Regions from separate parts of the Sus scrofa genome. Here region 1 is linked to region 2. A link is a contact called in public Hi-C data. All regions are on one chromosome and are shown on one strand. Each heading gives the region's core, a stretch centred on a gene start, on an enhancer-like site or on the middle of the called end of the contact. The rest is flanking DNA. Distances are from core to core; before and after follow the strand shown. Region 1 overlaps LOC110262152 (a long non-coding RNA gene). Region 2 holds the start of MGST2 (microsomal glutathione S-transferase 2).

Region 1 (4,522 bases), core at 1,583-4,082, 43 kb after region 2:
TCTCCATCCTCACCACTGCTTCCTGGACCAGGCCACCAGCCCTTGCTTAGCGTGTGTAGCAAAGCCCTTCCAGTTGGTCCCCCTGGGTCTTGTCTTCACTCTTGCAAACAGCTTCGAGTGATCTCAGATGTTCATCAGATGGTGTCCTGCATGTGCTCTCCTTCCTCTAAAGTCCTCTAAGTTTTCCATGGCCTCTGAGATAAAGCACAGACTCCCAGACATGGCTCCCAAGGATCTTGCTTCTCTGCCTCTTCCCCTGCTCCTCACAACTCACCTGGTTCCTCCCTCCCAGAAAAGCCCTGTAATACTCCTCTCCTTCTCCTAGTCTAGCCCAGGCTTAGCTTCTGGTCTCAGCTTAAATGTCACTTCCTCAGGAGATGAGCCTCCAGGGATGGGTTGACTAGTGCCTCCCCTCCCTCCTCCAGACACAAAAAAGCTATTCCACATCCTAATTCCTAGAACCTGTGACCATGACCTTATACAGCGAAGGATGTGATTAAGCTAAGCATCTCCAGAGATTTTCCTGGCTCATGCAGGGGGATTTGTATTAGTCTGCTTGGTCTGCCGTAACAAAACTCCACAGACTGAGTAGCTTAGATGACAGAGATGTATTTTCTCATAGTTCTGGAGGCTAGAAGTCCAAGATCAAGATCTGGAAGGGTTGGTTTCTGGTGAAACCTCTATCTGGCTTGCAGATGGCTGAATTCTTGCTGTCACTGAATGGCCTTTCCTTGGAGAGAAAGAGAGAGAGAGGTAGAGAGTTCTGATGTCTCTTTCTTCCGTTCTGGCTGCCAGTCCTATGGAACTGGGTTCACTCTTCTGACCTCATTTAACCTTAATTCTCTCAGAGGTTCTCTCTCCAAATATGGTCTTGGCTGAGGGCTTCTATATATGGATTTCAGAGGCACACAATTCATTCCACAACAGGCCTTACACTTGTATCCTTGTAATGTAGACACACAGAAGACACCGGGGGAACAGGAGGAGGTGACCAAAGAGGCAGAGATAGGGTGATGCAGCCACAAACCAAGGAATGCCTGGGGCAACCAGACAAGGGACAGACAAGACAGGTTCTCCCCTAGAGCCCCTGCAGGGCTGTGGTTCTGCTCACCCCTAGCTTCTGCCTACCAGAATTGTGAGAGAAGGGCTTTGTGTTGTTTCAAGCCACCCAGTTTGTGATCATTTGTTGCAGAAGTCACAGGAAACAAATACACTTCCTGGACCTCAGAAGAACGTTTGGCCACCTGCTCACGCCCCCACGGCCCCTGTCCAGCTCCTCATAACCTGTATGACACTGAGTTGCAAGGGTTTGTTTAGTACCTCTTCTAGACTGGGTTCAAGAGGGTAAAGGTGGCATTCTCTTCCACCACCGCTTCCCGGGGCCTGGCACATAGTAAATGCTCAGTAAATACATAGGAGATAGATGAATAACTGCGCTGGTGTTGGGAATTTCTTGGCAGAGAAAATTGATGAACAGACTGGGCTGTGAGAACAAACGAGGGAAATTGTTCCTTATAGGAAACATTCTCAGTCCTCTGAAATAATTAGGCAATAATTAAGTCTGGTCTAGTGACCCCAAAATGACTTTTCAGGGGGTTTCTAGCCCCCCTGCAAGCTCTGAGCCTGCCGGTTGCAGTTTTCCCAGCAACGTGAGCTTTGGTGCCCCCTGGTGACGGAAATGAGTTGTCAGTTGTAAGTCTGTCAAGCCTGCGGAATGAGATTTTCTCATGAAGAAATTAAATTTTCTCCTGTTTAAAGAAATAAACTGGGAGTTCCCACTGTGGCACGGTGGGTTAAGAAGCAGAGTGCAGCGGCCCCGGTCACTGCAGAGGCAAAGATTCAATCCCTGGCCCAGCACAGTGGGTTAAGGATCGGGTGTTGCTGCAGCTATGGTTCAAATTCAATCCCTGGCCCAGGCACTTCCATATGCAACCATTAATAAGACAAGAAAAGAAATCAACTGGAATTGCGTATTTAACCACGAAGTCGATAAAAGTGACATCAACTACATAAACTCCAAAGCATTTGCAGATGTCACTTTGAGGGTTTTGTTTTGAATATTATGATTTCCTTGTGAAATATGAAATTTCAGGTTGCATTTACTACACTTTCTCCTCAAATAGCCATGGCTTTTATGATCGAATTTAATTATCATTTGGAAAACTAACACTGTATTGTAAGGGCTGCTTATGATAACTAAAACTTACAGTGCTTTCCAAAGCCCTTAAACCTCTATTGAGATTGAAAATCAAGTTGTCATTTTCTAACAAACCACATACATAAAACCATTGCGTGTGTGCTGTTTGTAAATGAGAAGTCATGGGTCTGGCTGCCTGTCTGTAAACAGACTGACTTTACCTCCTGATCTCGTGAGAGGCTGACATCTACACAGTCTTCCGATTTAAATTCTGTGCGAGTGGCAATGCCAGACTGTTCCACATGGCAACCGCCTGTAGGACTGCACTTAGTTTCCCATCAAAAATGTTTTCCAAAGTGCCATTGGAAGATGATTTGAGAGAAAAGAGTAAATAATTTTTTTTCTTTCCAATTACATCATCATTTTAGGGATAAATCACCATCATTCCTGATGATTTTCAAAGGATCATGTTGACCTGCTAACTTTTGAGTTGAAAGTGTTTCTGACCTCAACCATTTAGTCAAATAAACAAGCACTCATTTGCAGGAGGGAGCTGCTATTTATAGGCATCCAACCCTGGTTTCCTTCCTAAAGAGTCCTTTTATAATGCAAACAACCGCCCTCTGATTTTGTTTGTTTGGCATAGTCCTAGTTTCACTTTTCCTATTTGCTCATAGCGCTGTGTATCCAAGTATACCCACAAGTCACTGATGTCCCCAGGGTGCTTCTTACAAGGAGCCAGAACTAAGCCTTATGATGCAACTACTTTCAGGAAGATGCAACTGTTCGTTCTCAAGATGATTCTTTAGTTAGTGAGATTTCACAGTTTGTTTTTTCTAGAGAGAAATGAGCAAAGGGGAAAAATGTAAAATATTGGAGAGGGTAGAGAGGTGAGGATTGTTTTAAAGATGCCATTTTAGGATTGGCACTTGCCAACTGCCTCTACAAGGATTAAATCTTAAAGCCACTGCAGCTGCTGACCCTCAGCAGCCTCTGAGAGGCGCTCAGGAGTGAAGCACTCTGTGCTCTGCGGAAAACTGGCAGAACAAGTCTTTAGATAGATATTTTCAAGAGAAGACTGTATGAGCCTCATTCTTGTACCTCCTCATATACAGAAAAGCACTAAAATCTTTCATGGTGATGTCTGCTCCTAGTGACTAGCAGTAACCTTCAGGAGACTAACAGCAAACTTCTGTAAAAATGTGTGCATGGTTGCATGTACCTCCGCCCTGGACCAAAATCACATGTTTACTGACATTTCCCCTTGCTTCTTTGAGCAGCAGAGCCATCTGAAATGCTGCTTCTGGGCTATAGTCCTTTTTTTGCCCCAAATAAAACTTAGTTCACAATTCTCACATAGTGCATTTTTTCTTCCGTCAACAAAGACTTGGGAGGCAATAGACTGTAATAGTGAAGTATAAATCCTAGAATCAGACTGCCTGTATTTGAAAACAAGCATTGCCATTTACTAGTTCTGTGCCCTTGGGAAAGACTTTTTTTATCTCCTGTGCCTTCTGTTCCTTTTCCTAAAATAGTGGTAAAGAGGGTAACTTTAAAGTTGTTATGAACCTCAAATAGCTCAAGCAACCTTGAAAAAGAAGAACTAGGCTGGAGGCATCACACTTGATTTCTAAAAGGTATCACAAAACTAATAGTAATTAAAACAGTATGGTACTGGTAAAAAGACAGAAATATAGGTCAATGGAACAGAACAGAGAACTCTGAAATACACTCATGCTTATATGGTCAACTGACCTTTCACAAGAGTGCCAAGAATGCAAAATGCAGAAAGGGTAATCTCTTCAACTTCGGAAAAACTGGATATTCACAGGCAAAAGAATGAGACTGGATCCATATCTTACATCATACATAACAATCAACTCAAAATGAATTAATCATTTAAAGTCCTGAAATTATTAAACCCCTAGAAGAAAACATAAGGAAAATCTTCGTGACATTGATTCTTGGCAATGGTTTCATGGATATGACACCAAAAGCACAGGCAACAAAAGCAAAATTAGAAAGTGGGACTACAATAAACTAAAAAGCTTCCTTTTTTTTTTTTTTTTTGTCTTTTTGCAATTTCTTGGGCCGCTCCCGTGGCATATGGAGGTTCCCAGACTAGGGGTCAAATCAGAGCTGTAGCCGCTGGCCTACTCTACAGCCACAGCAACTTGGGATCTGAGCTGCATCTGCAACCTACACCACAGCTCACGGCAATGCCAGATCCTTAACCCACTGAAGGCCAGGGATCGAACTTGAAACCTCATGGTTCCTAGTTGGATTCGTTAACCATTGAGCCACGACGAGAACTCCCTTTAGACTATTTTAAAATCAGGTTATTACTTGTTTTGATGTTGAGTTGTAGGAATTCCTTTATACATT
Region 2 (4,115 bases), core at 1,319-3,818:
TAAAGCACTTAAAACAGCATACAGCATCTAAAAATGTATTCTGTGTTAAATAAACACATAAAGTGTCTAGAAAATTCCTCAGCATTAGGTACCTAATGATAAAAATATTTGTTAAAAGGTAAAAGTCATGTCTCTCATACAAATATAAAATGAGACCATATCAAAGATTTCATTGAGTTAATTTATGAGGGAACCAGTATGACATTTTAACCAGTTCAAAGGAGAGTTCAAAGTGCCATACACACATGGAGTTATAAAATCCAACTCAGTTCATTTTGAAGATTTTACTGGCTTTATTGCATGACTCATGAATTGGGCAATGTCCAATCTAACAAAGGAGCTCCGAGAAGCTGTAAGAAATGACCTTTTTTTTTTTTGCTGCACCTTTGGCATATGGAAGTTCCCAGGCCAGGGGTCGAATCCGAGCCTCAGCTGCAACCTATGCCACAGCTGCAGCAACGCCAGATCCTTAACCCACTGCATCACAGTGAGAACTCCTGGAAGATGTTTTTATAGGCAGAAGGGAGCAGAACAAGCAAGTTATACTTGGAAAAAACCAAACTGGTTATTCCAAGTTTACTTTCCCTCAGGGGGTAGCAAGGTCTATCAGGCAGGTTATCTAACTAGGACTGATCAAGCCATTCCTGGTTTAAGATTCCATTTCTGCAAGAGCAGAAACTAAGTCTGATTTGGTGACATAAGGCTTAGCCCAAGGGACTCCATTTGGGCCTGTGGCCTTGTTTTTAATAGGGAAATGGGGATTCATTTACAAATCGTTGCAAATCAGGTCTGCTCCCAGGGCCCTGCTTGTCTCCTCGTGTGGCTTCTGCTCACATTCCTTCTTGAAACCACGGAAGACCAAGACTCTGTAAGAAGATAGATCCTGGAAGCCCAGGACAGCCCTGAAATGTTCTTGGGTGTCTGATTGAATGGTTTTGGCTTCTAAACTGCAAGCCAGCCATCCTGACCCCACTACCATCTACTAAAATATCCTCCCCAAATGACAGGTCTCGAAGGAGAGGTCCAGGCAGGACTGTGGGAAGGCAGAGGCTCTCCAAGGGAGAAAACTGCCCTGAGAAAGAGAAATAGCAGAAGGAAGAGCTGAGCAAGGGAATGGGGGGCTCCTGGCTGATGGCCACAACCACTGGGTGTTTCTAACCACTGTTTTGAGAAGTACAGGTACCTCCACACTAGGGAACTCACTTTAAGAACACAACTCCAGGAGTTCCCATCATGGCTCAGAGGAAACATTCCTGACTAGTAGCCATGAGGATGCAGGTTCGATCCCTGGCCTTGCTCAGTGGGTTATGGATCGGCGATGCCGTGAGCTGTGCTGTAGGTCGCAGGTGCAGCTCAGATCCTGTGTGGCTGTGGTGTAGGCCAGCAGCTGTAGCTGCAATTTGACCCCTAGCCTAGGATAGACCCTAAAAAGCCAAAAAAACAAAAAACCCACAACTCTAGAGTGAACCTTGGCCCCCAGTGAATTGCCTTCTTCCTACTTTCTGGACAAATCCTGAGATTCCTAACTTGACGTCTAGCCAATCCTAGTCGGTCACCAACCTGGGTCCTAAGAGCTGTTAATACAACAAAAAGTGCCTCAAATGCTTTGAAATCCAGTGAACACGTGTGCTATCTGCTTTAATAGATCTGGTATCATCTCTGCCTCTTGGAAGGTATGAAACAATGGAACTTTCGATAATGAAATGTTTATCAACACCTTCTGTGGTGAGAAAACTTCCTGGTAATCCCACATTTGAAACTCCGCCACAGCGTTTAACAAACTAACAAAAATCTGAGTTTCTACCTCTCCCCCAAATGGTAGAGGGTAAAAGGCATTTTCCCTGAAGTTAATACATATAGATCCTTCCAGTATGGGTCCTATTCCTTAAATTTTTATCAGAAATGAAAAACAAGAGGAGAAACAACATATTGGTAATTATAGTAAAATGTTTTAAAATTATTATATTACCTATGTAAACACAAAGCAATCTATAAGAGTTTCTGAGAGGTTAGCTTATTAGTTATCGCTTTTTTTACCGAAATTATACGCTGGATAAGGCAAACAGAGTATTGAAATATAAAAACAGCCTCGAACCCAGCAAAAGAGCTGATGTCACGAAACGTAAACTCTAAACGTAAATATTTGAGTAAATTTGCTAATAGATGAAAAGATATGTATTTAACCATAGAAATGTTCTCAGACCAATTGCATGTCCATCCCACCCCCAATTATTTCCTGATCTCACCCACTGTGTTCGATCCTCATCCTTCCAAAAACGCCAGCTCGTTGTCCTGGTTTCTGCTGGCATTGCAGCAAACCCTCTCTGCTGCCAAACAGGCCTGGCAGCCGAGAGAGACAGAACATGCACTGCCTTCCGCGGTGGCCACAAACAAGCAGTGATCACAATTATCAAGGACCATAATGAAACTGACAGCACTACTGGTCTGAACCCAGCCAGCACCCAGATTGAGACTCGAACCCACGTGCCGGGACTCGAACCCACAGTTTTAAATGAGAATCACTCACCCGGTGTCTGGACTCGCTGAGGTTCAGGTTCTTCATGCCTCCATGCAGGAATTCAGTGAGAGACAAAGCCATAGGCAAGAAACGGATTTATTAAGATAGGACGCTTGTGAGAGAGGCAAGCAGGCAGGCAAGAAGGCTCTGCCCAAGGATCCGATGGGCCACAGGTTTATCATCCAAGGGGAGTGGGGGTGGGAAAGGCCTGCCTCTTCCTTTCTGGGAGTAGTAGCTCCTCTTAGTATCTGGTAAATTGTGTATTCAAATCAGCTGAAGGGCCTGGCTTCAAACTCTTGCCCTTGGTCTGAATCTGAATGCAGGCCTCATCCCATGCCCCACCCAATGACCTGAGGCAATTCTTACACCTCCACTAATCAAGCAAGCCTGCCTTGTTCTGGTGGCCTTGAACTTACAGTGGTCTCCCAACATCCCCTAGGTTTCTCTCTTTATCTATGGTCCCTTTTTGAGACTTCTACAACTACCTGTGCCTACTCTATCCTTGTCAGTAATATTTTTTTTTTTTTTTTTTTTTTTTTTTTTTTTTTTTTTTTTTTTTTTTTTTTTTTTTTTTTTTTTTTTTTTGCTGTTGCTATTTCTTGCCTCCGGCATATGATTCCAGGCTAGTGAATCAGCTGTAGCATCTACGCAAGCACAGCAAGCGGATCGAGCCGGTCTGCCTACACCACCTCTAACGCCGGATCGTCCCATGAGCGGCAGCGACCCCCCTCATGGTCCTAGTCGATTCGTTACCACTGCCACGACGGCTCTATTGCATTCTCTTACTGAAGGTCCTGATCAATGGAAAACACAAGGTAACAACTCAGCAAGTGTTGAAACAAAGCTCAATTAAACCAAACACGAAATTACACCCCAAGCTACATGTTGCAAAAATTTAGGGACTTGCAGCGGTCCTGCAGAATATTTTCTCCCCACCCAGAAGCTGGAGTGCTTTGCTCTGTGACCCTGGGTGTGGAAGCCAAGCTAGAGCAGACCAAGGCATGACATTCATCAGGGAAACCTCTGTCCTGGGATGCGCAGGGCACAGGGCAGAGGATCAGAGCTGGGTATCACCAAGGCTCGGGCAGAAACTGCCTGTCATCCAACACCAGGAGTGTCCCATCCTGGCTCCAAGGCAGAAAGCAAAGGAGAGCAGAAAGGCAAAGAAACCAAAGCTCAGGCCTCAGGGTGTCTGGCTCAGATCCCCATATAGTGTGGGAGAGGCGAGTTGCTAAACGCCCTCGCACGTTTGCTCAAAGGGCAACAATAGCACCTACCATTCAGGGGCCCTCTGATGATGCCATGAAAGATGAAATAACATGCAGGAAACAAACAGCACAGACCCTGGCATGTGGCAGGATGTCCCCAGGGTCTCTGCCCCCACCCCATGCCCTCAGGCCCAGTGGACACAGAGGAGACAAGGCCACGGCACAAAGCAAAACCAGCAGCGAAGGCCGAGGGCCCTTAGAATTTCCCAGAAGAATAGAAACAGCCCTTGAATTGCTTCAAAATGGCTTTTGATGGTAATAAAAAGTCTGAACCTGTGTTGTCTTCAGGTTTACGTAAGGTCTGGGAGAGGATAAAGTAAAGCAAAAGC

Evidence for each region. A called contact is a pair of places that touch in the nucleus more often than the background predicts.
Region 1: a contact with region 2 is called in a Hi-C map of liver, with 2.0 times the contacts expected there. The contact joins the enhancer-like site here to the promoter of MGST2 in region 2. A contact is called at or near these places in 1 of 5 promoter capture datasets (liver), 21 of 47 Hi-C or Micro-C datasets (alveolar macrophages, blood, brain and 11 more) and 1 of 2 datasets of contacts at active chromatin or transcription factors (skeletal muscle).

The regions. Positions count from the first base shown.
Region 1 is chr8:87,434,914-87,439,435 of Sscrofa11.1, forward strand. All of the region lies in intron 1 of LOC110262152 (a long non-coding RNA gene), which reads right to left. Among named protein-coding and RNA genes, the nearest start is that of SETD7, 41 kb to the right of the region's middle. Within about 2 kb of position 2,833, at least 26 of the 83 cell types and tissues checked have an H3K27ac peak or open chromatin away from gene starts, as enhancers often do. A contact at or near this core is called in brain, epiblast stem cells, liver and 2 more, where this site is marked.
Region 2 is chr8:87,391,995-87,396,109 of Sscrofa11.1, forward strand. MGST2 (microsomal glutathione S-transferase 2) reads right to left here and starts at 2,569. Exons shown (of 6, transcript XR_002346420.1): 1 at 2,528-2,569.